Linked DNA regions of Mus musculus: region 2 is linked to region 1. Evidence: chromatin contacts called from public Hi-C data. All regions are on one chromosome and are shown on one strand. Each heading gives the region's core, a stretch centred on a gene start, on an enhancer-like site or on the middle of the called end of the contact. The rest is flanking DNA. Distances are from core to core; before and after follow the strand shown. Region 1 has its middle 74 kb from the start of Gm35748. Region 2 has its middle 43 kb from the start of Neurod1.

Region 1 (4,268 bases), core at 1,009-3,508:
AACATCCTTTCGTATGTGGCTCTTCGGCTATTTGCAAGATTCAGATAAATAGAATTTGAAATATCTCCATTCTTTTCTTCTCCCTTTGTCCACAAGCTTTTAGAGCAAAATAATTCCATTCTATTCATGTCATTACTGTCTTACATTTTTTTCATGAACTACAGATGATGTGCAGATAAGTTTATAGAGCAAAGACAGTAGAATATCAGTGTGAGTTTTCCATACTAAGCTAGTGGTCCTTTGCTTATCTATCACCCAGGTTAATATACAGGTCTGACAGCAGTGGAAATTGTAAATGGTCTTTAATAGCTGTGTGTTCAACCAATTCCAGTGCAGATGTACTTGTATGAAAATCATCAAAGGTCAAATTTTACCTTGTAAGAGCAAAGACAAGAAATTATGGTCACCAGAGCCTAACAGTATAGATCAGAGATATCAACCAGATGTTATCAGTTGCATAGAACAATTTTAAGAGTTTATCTGTATAGTCATAGTGACTATGCTAGTCATGTTATGAGTTATATATCAAAATTGTTAAGTGGGATCTTAGATGTCCTCATTGAACACACAGATTAAACCTACGAGGTGATACGTTAGTCTTTGGTTTAGTCACTTCACAACACATATATATCTAAAAGCATCATGGTATCAACTGTACATATGGACAAGATAATAGGTAAGTCACATACATGTATTTATTCCTTTTTAAAATATCAGTTAAGATACCTTTTACCCAGCAAATTTCACAACAAGTTGCTATAAGTTAAAAGTATAAGTGAATAGTTACAATATGCTATAAAATGACATATATGTGTTAATGAATAGATCACAACGGCTCAGAATCAGCCTGACCCTGTCCCATTCAAGCAGTAGTTAAGTAGATCACAAGCCCAGAACTGTGAGACAAGAATCACAGTTTTGTCTTGGCATTGAAAGGTAAATTAGTCTCTTTTATTTTCTTTGGAGCCAAGGGTAAAACCAAAAATCTCTAATATATATTATACAACCTATGGCTTCAAACACCAACGACACAGACAAGAAGGAGGAAGATGTCCCTTTTGCATTTACTCTCAGTACTCACACCCTTAGGGGGAAACCACACCCTAGTCACTAAGGCACTTTGCTACATTCAGAATGGATCTGTACATTTTAACAGCTTAGAAAAATAGCCTGTCCAGGTCAACACTTCTGATTTTTGCCTGACGCATTTGCACGTACAGAGTTCTGACTATATATTGAATGCATTTTCAAGACTAACAGAGTTCCACATATCTTCTTATCAGGTAAGTAACAAGGAAAATGTTCACTGGATTTTGTGCCTTTTTAATGCATGAAATGGGTTAATTTTTATAAAGAATTATAAGACTTCACTCTCTCTATATATATATCATATACATACACCATATATAAAAATGGAAAGTCCAGTGCCTGACCTTCAATGACCTAATTCGTGACCACTGCTGCAAGACCTTTAGCATTGCCTCACACCTTGGCAGTTTCCTCTTTCTTTCTTTTTTTTTTTTTTATATTTTTTATTAGGTATTTTCCTCAATTCCACTTCCAATGCTATCCCAAATGTCCCCCATACCAGTTTCCTCTTTCTAATTCAGAAGATTGAAGCCAACGGATCCAGATACACTCAAAGATACACATAGCCTGAAGAGCATGGCTTGCTTTGACTGTCTACTGCTTAGAAGACCTTGGTATTCTGAACATATGTTTTATTTTTCTTTGAAATTTTGCAATTATTTTGTTGGATTCTAAGCTTGTCACTCACCCCATTTCTTATTTATCCATATAGTTTTATTGTCTCAGCTCCTGTACTCATTTCTATTTATCTATGTGCTCTACACAATATGTAAACATCACTCTGTGTAGCACACACACACACACACACACACACACACACTCACACACACAAAAGCATCCCCTATTGCATCCTGAGATGTAAGGAAAATGATCATTCTCTTTTCTTTACATCTATATGTCTTTTCCACATTATGGGACAGTGCTAGGGAATACTCAGCACAAACCAGTTTGGACAGCATCTCAGTAACTCATGTGCCCCTGGGCATCCTGGACCACTGCCTTCCGATCTGTATGCCATTCAGCTGTGGGTCTGAGCTGCCCTGCAACATTATCTTGTTCTGCGGCATGAAAAGCTCAAGTCTTCTCAGATGCCTCTCCCCATTCTCCTCAACTCTCAGACAATGGAATTTTCTATTAAATGAGGGAGCACAGCTCTCAGAGGGAGAAAATCGGGTGTTTGTTCTCTTTCTTCTGTCCACTATAATACAAAGCCTTGTTCCTCCTCTCGGGAGAACGGAAGGCTGGCTGGCAGTCAGTTTGACAGAAGGAGATCAGTGCAGCGGAAAATTGGATAACAGGATAAAAATCTACGGGGCCACAGGAATCCCATCAAAACTGGCTCCTCCTGTCAAAACCTAGACAGGAGACAAGGACGAATATAGAATGTTATTTATATTTAAATATTTCTAATGATATCATAATTATTCTGCTGCCTCTGCTAGGCAGCCATTTTCCTGTGAACCACAATTCTGCAAACCAAATGTTGTGTTTTGGAGATAATCTACATAAGAATCAGACAGCTTCAATCAGACATCTGGAAAACCCTATAAACTCCTCAAATAGCTATTTCTAAAGCATAATGGCTTTTTTTTTTCAAAGATACTTTTCTTAGAGCATAATAGTCAAGTTAAGAAATACAGGTCACTATTGACTCTTAAGGACAAGAAAGCCAGCCTACCAAACAGGTAGCTAGAAAATTGATTTCACTTAAAGTTAAATAGGGTATTTAAAAAAACACATCCTATTTACATTTTCACAATATGTTATACTGGGTTATTCTACAGTTCAAATTGCTGGCTGATTTTTTTATATATACTAAACTTAATGCTAAGTTCCCAAAACTGGTATTTTAACTGCTCAAAGGCAGAAATTTTCTTATTTATGAACTTGGACCAAAGTTTTGATATAGATATTCTAAATCAATATGTATTATAATTAATTCTTACATTAAAATCTGGTATTTTCTCAGAGACTATACTGAAAGTAAAGTCAGCATTTATACCATAATGAAAAACAAAAATGGATGGACTTAGAATGTATGGTATTAATATATACAGTCTCAGAAAGCAAAAAAAAAAAAAGTATGTTCTTTCTTATATGTGAAATTTAGCCAATAACTGGTGTATATATGTAAACAACTGTTCATATAGCTCCAGTGCAATGTAGAAAAGGACAAGAAAGATTAAAAATTAGGGGATGTGGACTGGATACTGGTGATGGATATGTTATGAAAAAGGACAAAAAAAAATCTAGTTGTTTGCCTAGTTTTAAATCTCCTAGGTTTTTAGTTTGGGTGGCAGAAAACTGCATAAAATATATTCATCATAAAATCCAATGTATAGCCACACAGCTTCCTTTCCAAATGACTAACTGTATAATGACCACTCATTGAGGTGTGTGGACCCTGGTCTGGTTAATTTTGGAGTGTGTGTGTGTGTGTGTGTGTGTGTGTGTGTGTGTGTGTGTGTGTGTATGTGTGGTTTTATTGTTGTTGCTGATGCAGCAAGGTTTTTGAAATAAAGTTTGTAATTTTTTAATTCTAAAAGAAAAAAATTTATTTAATGCTAAAACTTCTAAAATGTACTTTCTGTTGCTCTTCCATGGAATTTTAATCTTAAAAATTCCTGAGGACTTAGTGGCCTTCTTTTTTTCGTCATATTCGCGTTTTATTTATAAAGGAATGGCCATCCACAAACAGCTATTAATACCAACGTGTATAACAGAAAATAAAGTAGAAAGAGATCAGGAGAGGATTGATTTAAGATCATTAAATAAATTGTATAAGTGTCAATATGGTCATTGCTTATAGTACTCAAGACACTGTGACTACAGTTCAGGTAAAATCCTAACACAAAAGCATTCCGTTCACAGTACAACCGTTAAAATTTATGCTGGAGCGCATACATGGAGGGCGAAGCAAATGAGCATTCTCCACTGTCAAAACCTTTGGCTCGCACAGCTTCTGGCCATCGGAACCCATTTTATGGTACAAATTCCTGCTCCGGTTGCTGCCCGCTTGATGAGAAGCCTCTCCCTTGTTCACAGGTGTCATTGTGTGCCCACCTTCGCTCTCTCCTGCTCATTGTCTGCCTGGAAAGCTTCTCTCCCGTGTCTCTCTTTTATCCAAAGTCTCATCCTTCAATACCCAACCGAAACATCTTCCCTTAAAACTTTTGTTG
Region 2 (4,268 bases), core at 933-3,432, 450 kb before region 1:
GAAAATGTCCTCATAAGGTGCGAAGGCACCAAGTGCTTACTAATGCCAGGCATGGAACTGATGAGTCTGTACAACTTCTTTGGTCATGCCCAGTAACCATGTAACTGGAAATTTTTTGTCTCTACTTTTAAAAATGAGGAAATCAAAACAAAAACACTAAGCTCAGATCTGAATATTTACTTTCATATGCAGGGAATATTTCTATATTGCTTGTGGTTGCGGTGGCTATTTGTGAACTCACTTGAGAAATCAATGTATAGTTACTTGGTCTTCAAGGAGCAAAAGTTTTCCTAGAATAAGAAACACTCAACTCAATTTTAACAAACGACAAAATGAGTTCATAAGCAAAGTAGTGATGGCATCTAATCACTTAAAACACAGTTTTCACTAGAGCATGTAAAATGTTAAGACTAGTGTAGTGATCTCCATAAATTATGAGCAGTCTAAAAAAATCCAATAAAGGGAAACTTTATAAAAAGGTCTTTGCTCCGAAGACTAAGACTAACTATAAGAAACAGGTCAAAAGATCAAGAGCTGCTGAGTTACAGACATAAGATCAGAGTCCTGTGAATCTTCAGACTATAGCATGTTGTCAAGAGGGAGGCAGGATGACCAGGTGCAGGTAGAGTCAGCCCAGAATGCCCAGTGTGCTAGTGTACGCTGGTACAGCATATCATTGTGCTGGGGAAGGCCCCACAAGGGCCAGCGTGACCTCCATATGATAACATTCTCTGATCACCATTGAACATGTGCTGACTGTCATCAAGAATAAGTGGGAAGCATAAAATAACGACTGCTTGAACAGTGTGAAATATGTTTCTGTCCCTTTTTTAGTGTTCTAAGCATGTGTTGTTTGCTCCATCTGCAGAGACTATGGCTTTTCATCTCTTGACTTGATTCAGAACAGACTGTGATGAGGCAAGGGCAGTTCCTCTAGTTGTGCAAATAGCAGTCTTTTGGAATTCCGGCCTCTTGAAGGTTCCTACTCTCTCAAATCTCTAGACATTCATTCTGAATTCTACATGGCGGGGAATTGTCCCAGGTTGTCTGCTGCCCTCAACTTCAGTCCTTCTGCTGAGGTTATTAGGTTGCCTTTGACTGAGGCTTAATTTCAGGACTGGGCCACAAGGGAGGCCTTCCATCTAAGAAGCAGGGGGAAGATTTCATCAAGATAGTAAATTCTAAAGAGATAATTTGGGGGTTAGAACTTACCTATCTGGATTCAGCATATGAGACCATAGCCAAATGATCGTGTTCCTAAAGTGTTATTTTCCTCGTGTGGCTAGCCCTTGGTGTAATAGTGATTTCTTATTCACAGCCTTTCAGTCTTCAGGTCGAGCTTGGATACATTTATGAGATTACATCTTCTAAGCCAAAGTTTCGAGTGACTTCTTTTCTAACGTTTATATTCCAGCATTTGAAAATCACGAGTTAGATTCTCCCTGGCTCCTATTTAAACCAGAGCAAAACTCCTGCAAGCAAAGCCAGAAGGTGCATAGAGGATGAGCAAGAAGGCAGAAACCCTGCAGCCACACTGCCTTAATTTCCTCTTGCAGTTTTTTTTTTTTTTCCCCAAGACCAAAACCTGTTTTTCAGAGTGCAGACACTAAACTAGAATGATTATTTTGAAGGCAAATCTGCTTCCATTTTTTTTCCTGTTTTCTGTGTTAAGATTCAGTTCTTGTGAGACAAAGGCTCGGTTCGCACAACTTGACTTTGGAGAAACACTGCTCTCAGCTTAATGACTGAACAAGATGGAGTCAGAGTTGCTGGATGGAAAGTTCCAGTGTAAACCGCACAGTCAGCTTGGCTTAGGAGGCTTTGCCAAACTGTCCCGAAGATGGCGCCACGTGCTCAGCTTTAGAAAAGCCCGCATCTTTCAGGCTGGTGTGTGAAATCGCCAAGCTCAGAAAAGGAACACAGATCTGCAGGGACTGTGGCTTAGAAATAATATTCCTCGTTTAAAGTGTGAAGATTAAACAAATTCACCTAAGGAATAATATATGATTGGATTATGTCTCTATTTTTTTTTCATTTGGTGGACAGTGCAGAAGAAGAAAATGCAGAAAAAAAATTCTTCTTTGAGTTAAATTGATGCTGGGCTGGCTCCAAGAGACCCAAGACATCTCTGACCTTGTTATTCATGCTGGGTTCAGTGTCAGTGGCATGACCATGGATCAAGTGGAGTGAGCCAGAATGAAATGATGAATGAAATCTTCAGTCTTCTAACCTCTCCCATCATGATGCCACATCCAGTCAACCTAAATATCTCCGGTGTGTCCACACCTTTCCATTACCATAGTGACTAGTGCTGCTGCCTGCCCCCTGGACCACTACCGGATGGTGATAACTGCTCCACTTATGCAGCATCCTTCTCTCCAAGGGCTCTCCAGTCTCCATCAAGAGTGATCTTCCAGAAATATAGACCTGATCATTCATTCATCTCCCTGTTGGTCATCCCTGGCTCTCCAGTACTTTCAGGTAGATCCAAACTCTTAAGTAACCTACAACACCTTTTGCAATATACCTGCTCCCCGTTTCCTAAGCTTCAAATTGCCACCCCATTCCTCTTGTTCTCTCCCTTAATCATGAACCTGCTTGTCAACCCCTAGTGTGTTTTAACGCACCCGCCTCTGCTTTAGCAATAGCTGCAGCTCACGGCTGTCCTAGTGACAGACAGTACCTAGTCTCTATTTACCCTGCTCATGGGTGTGATTCCATCTCAACATGAACATTGTTCCACTCTGTAAAACCCCTAGAGTGTATTAGATCCCCAATCTGTGACTTCAAAGAACCCTGTACTTTCTTTTTTAAAATAATTATTCCAAATAATTACTTGCTATTTTTCTTCTGATATATCATAATTTCTATAGCAATTAGAAATGTTGTACACCTTTTTTTCCTAATTATAATTTTATTTATTTATTGTCTTAAAGTTTCTATCACAGAAATGAAACACCACGGCCAAAAGCAAGTTGGGAGGAAAGGGTTTATTGGACTTATACTTTTTTTCTAACGTTTATATTCCAGCATTTAAAAATCACATGAGTTAGATTCTCCCTGGCTCCTATTTAAACCAGAGGACAGGAAGTCAAACAGGACAGGAACCTGGAGGCAGAAGTTGATGCAGAGGCAACGGAGGGGTTCTGCTTACTGGCTTACTCCTCATGGCTTGCTCAGTCTGATTGCTTATAGAACCCAGGACCACCAGCCTAGGGATAGCACCACTCACCATGGCCTGGGCCAACCCAACCCTGCCCTCATGAATCACTAAGAAAATATCTTACACTGGGCTCTTATGGAGAGAGGCATTTTCTCATTGGAGGTTCCGATATCTCAGCCTGTGTCAAGTTGACAGAAGACTAGCCAGCACATCTTCTTATTTGTGTGTGGGCTTATGCTTGAGTGCTAGTCAGAGGTCATGTGCAAGTCAGAGATATTTTTGAGGGAATTTGTTTTCTCTTTCTACCCTGTAGGATCTAGAGATCAAACTTAGGTTATTCAGCTTGTGAGCAAATGCCTTTACCCACCAAGGCTTCTCACTGACCCACAATATTCTTTTTGTTGTTTTGTTTGTTTGCTTGCTTGCTTTTGATTTTCAAGACAGGGACTTAATCCTAGCTCAGGCTAGCGTAGCACTGACTAGATTGATCCAAAACTGTCTTTGACTTCAAAAAGCTGAGCTTACAGGTGTGGTCCAACATGTCTGGCTGCAATGTATGTACAATGACCTTGTATCACCTTGTTCCTGGAATTCTTCCTGCACATTTCCCACATCTCTCACTACAACCTCACTGCTCATGCCTCTAATTGCTTCCTCTAGCTTCTCCATGAACTTGCCAGCCACAGTCCTGCCCAAAGGCCTTTGCCTTGCTAAGTCTCATTAGAAAGCACCTCCTCCAGCCTTCTGCGTGATCCCACCCTCACCTGCTTCAAATTCTCTATCTGATTATCATTTTCTCAGTAGACTTTTCTTTCTGACCATCTCATCTAGATGTCTCTGTCAATTCCTATCACACTCCCTGCTTATATTTTCCTCCTTAGTTCTTAGGATATATAATATTATTTTTTTTACTATTATTGATCCCGGATGTTGTTCAGCAAAAACAGGGCAAAATCCTTCTTCATTGCAACACTGCTGTCTCTACAGTAGCACAGAGAAGTTCTGTGGAACTCTTATTCTACCCCCAGCCTGCTGACATCATAGACTTCTTCTATTGTTTATTTTATATTTTTGCAAGAATATCACTAAATCATTCTGACTAATA

What was found. A called contact is a pair of places that touch in the nucleus more often than the background predicts.
Region 2: a contact with region 1 is called in a Hi-C map of cerebellum, with 2.2 times the contacts expected there. The contact joins two enhancer-like sites.

What each region holds. Positions count from the first base shown.
Region 1 is chr2:79,046,156-79,050,423 of GRCm38.p6, reverse strand. No RefSeq gene overlaps it. Among named protein-coding and RNA genes, the nearest start is that of Gm35748, 74 kb to the left of the region's middle. Within about 2 kb of position 2,258, at least 57 of the 459 cell types and tissues checked have an H3K27ac peak or open chromatin away from gene starts, as enhancers often do. A contact at or near this core is called in cerebellum, where this site is marked.
Region 2 is chr2:79,497,060-79,501,327 of GRCm38.p6, reverse strand. No RefSeq gene overlaps it. Among named protein-coding and RNA genes, the nearest start is that of Neurod1, 43 kb to the right of the region's middle. Within about 2 kb of position 2,182, at least 4 of the 459 cell types and tissues checked have an H3K27ac peak or open chromatin away from gene starts, as enhancers often do. A contact at or near this core is called in cerebellum, where this site is marked.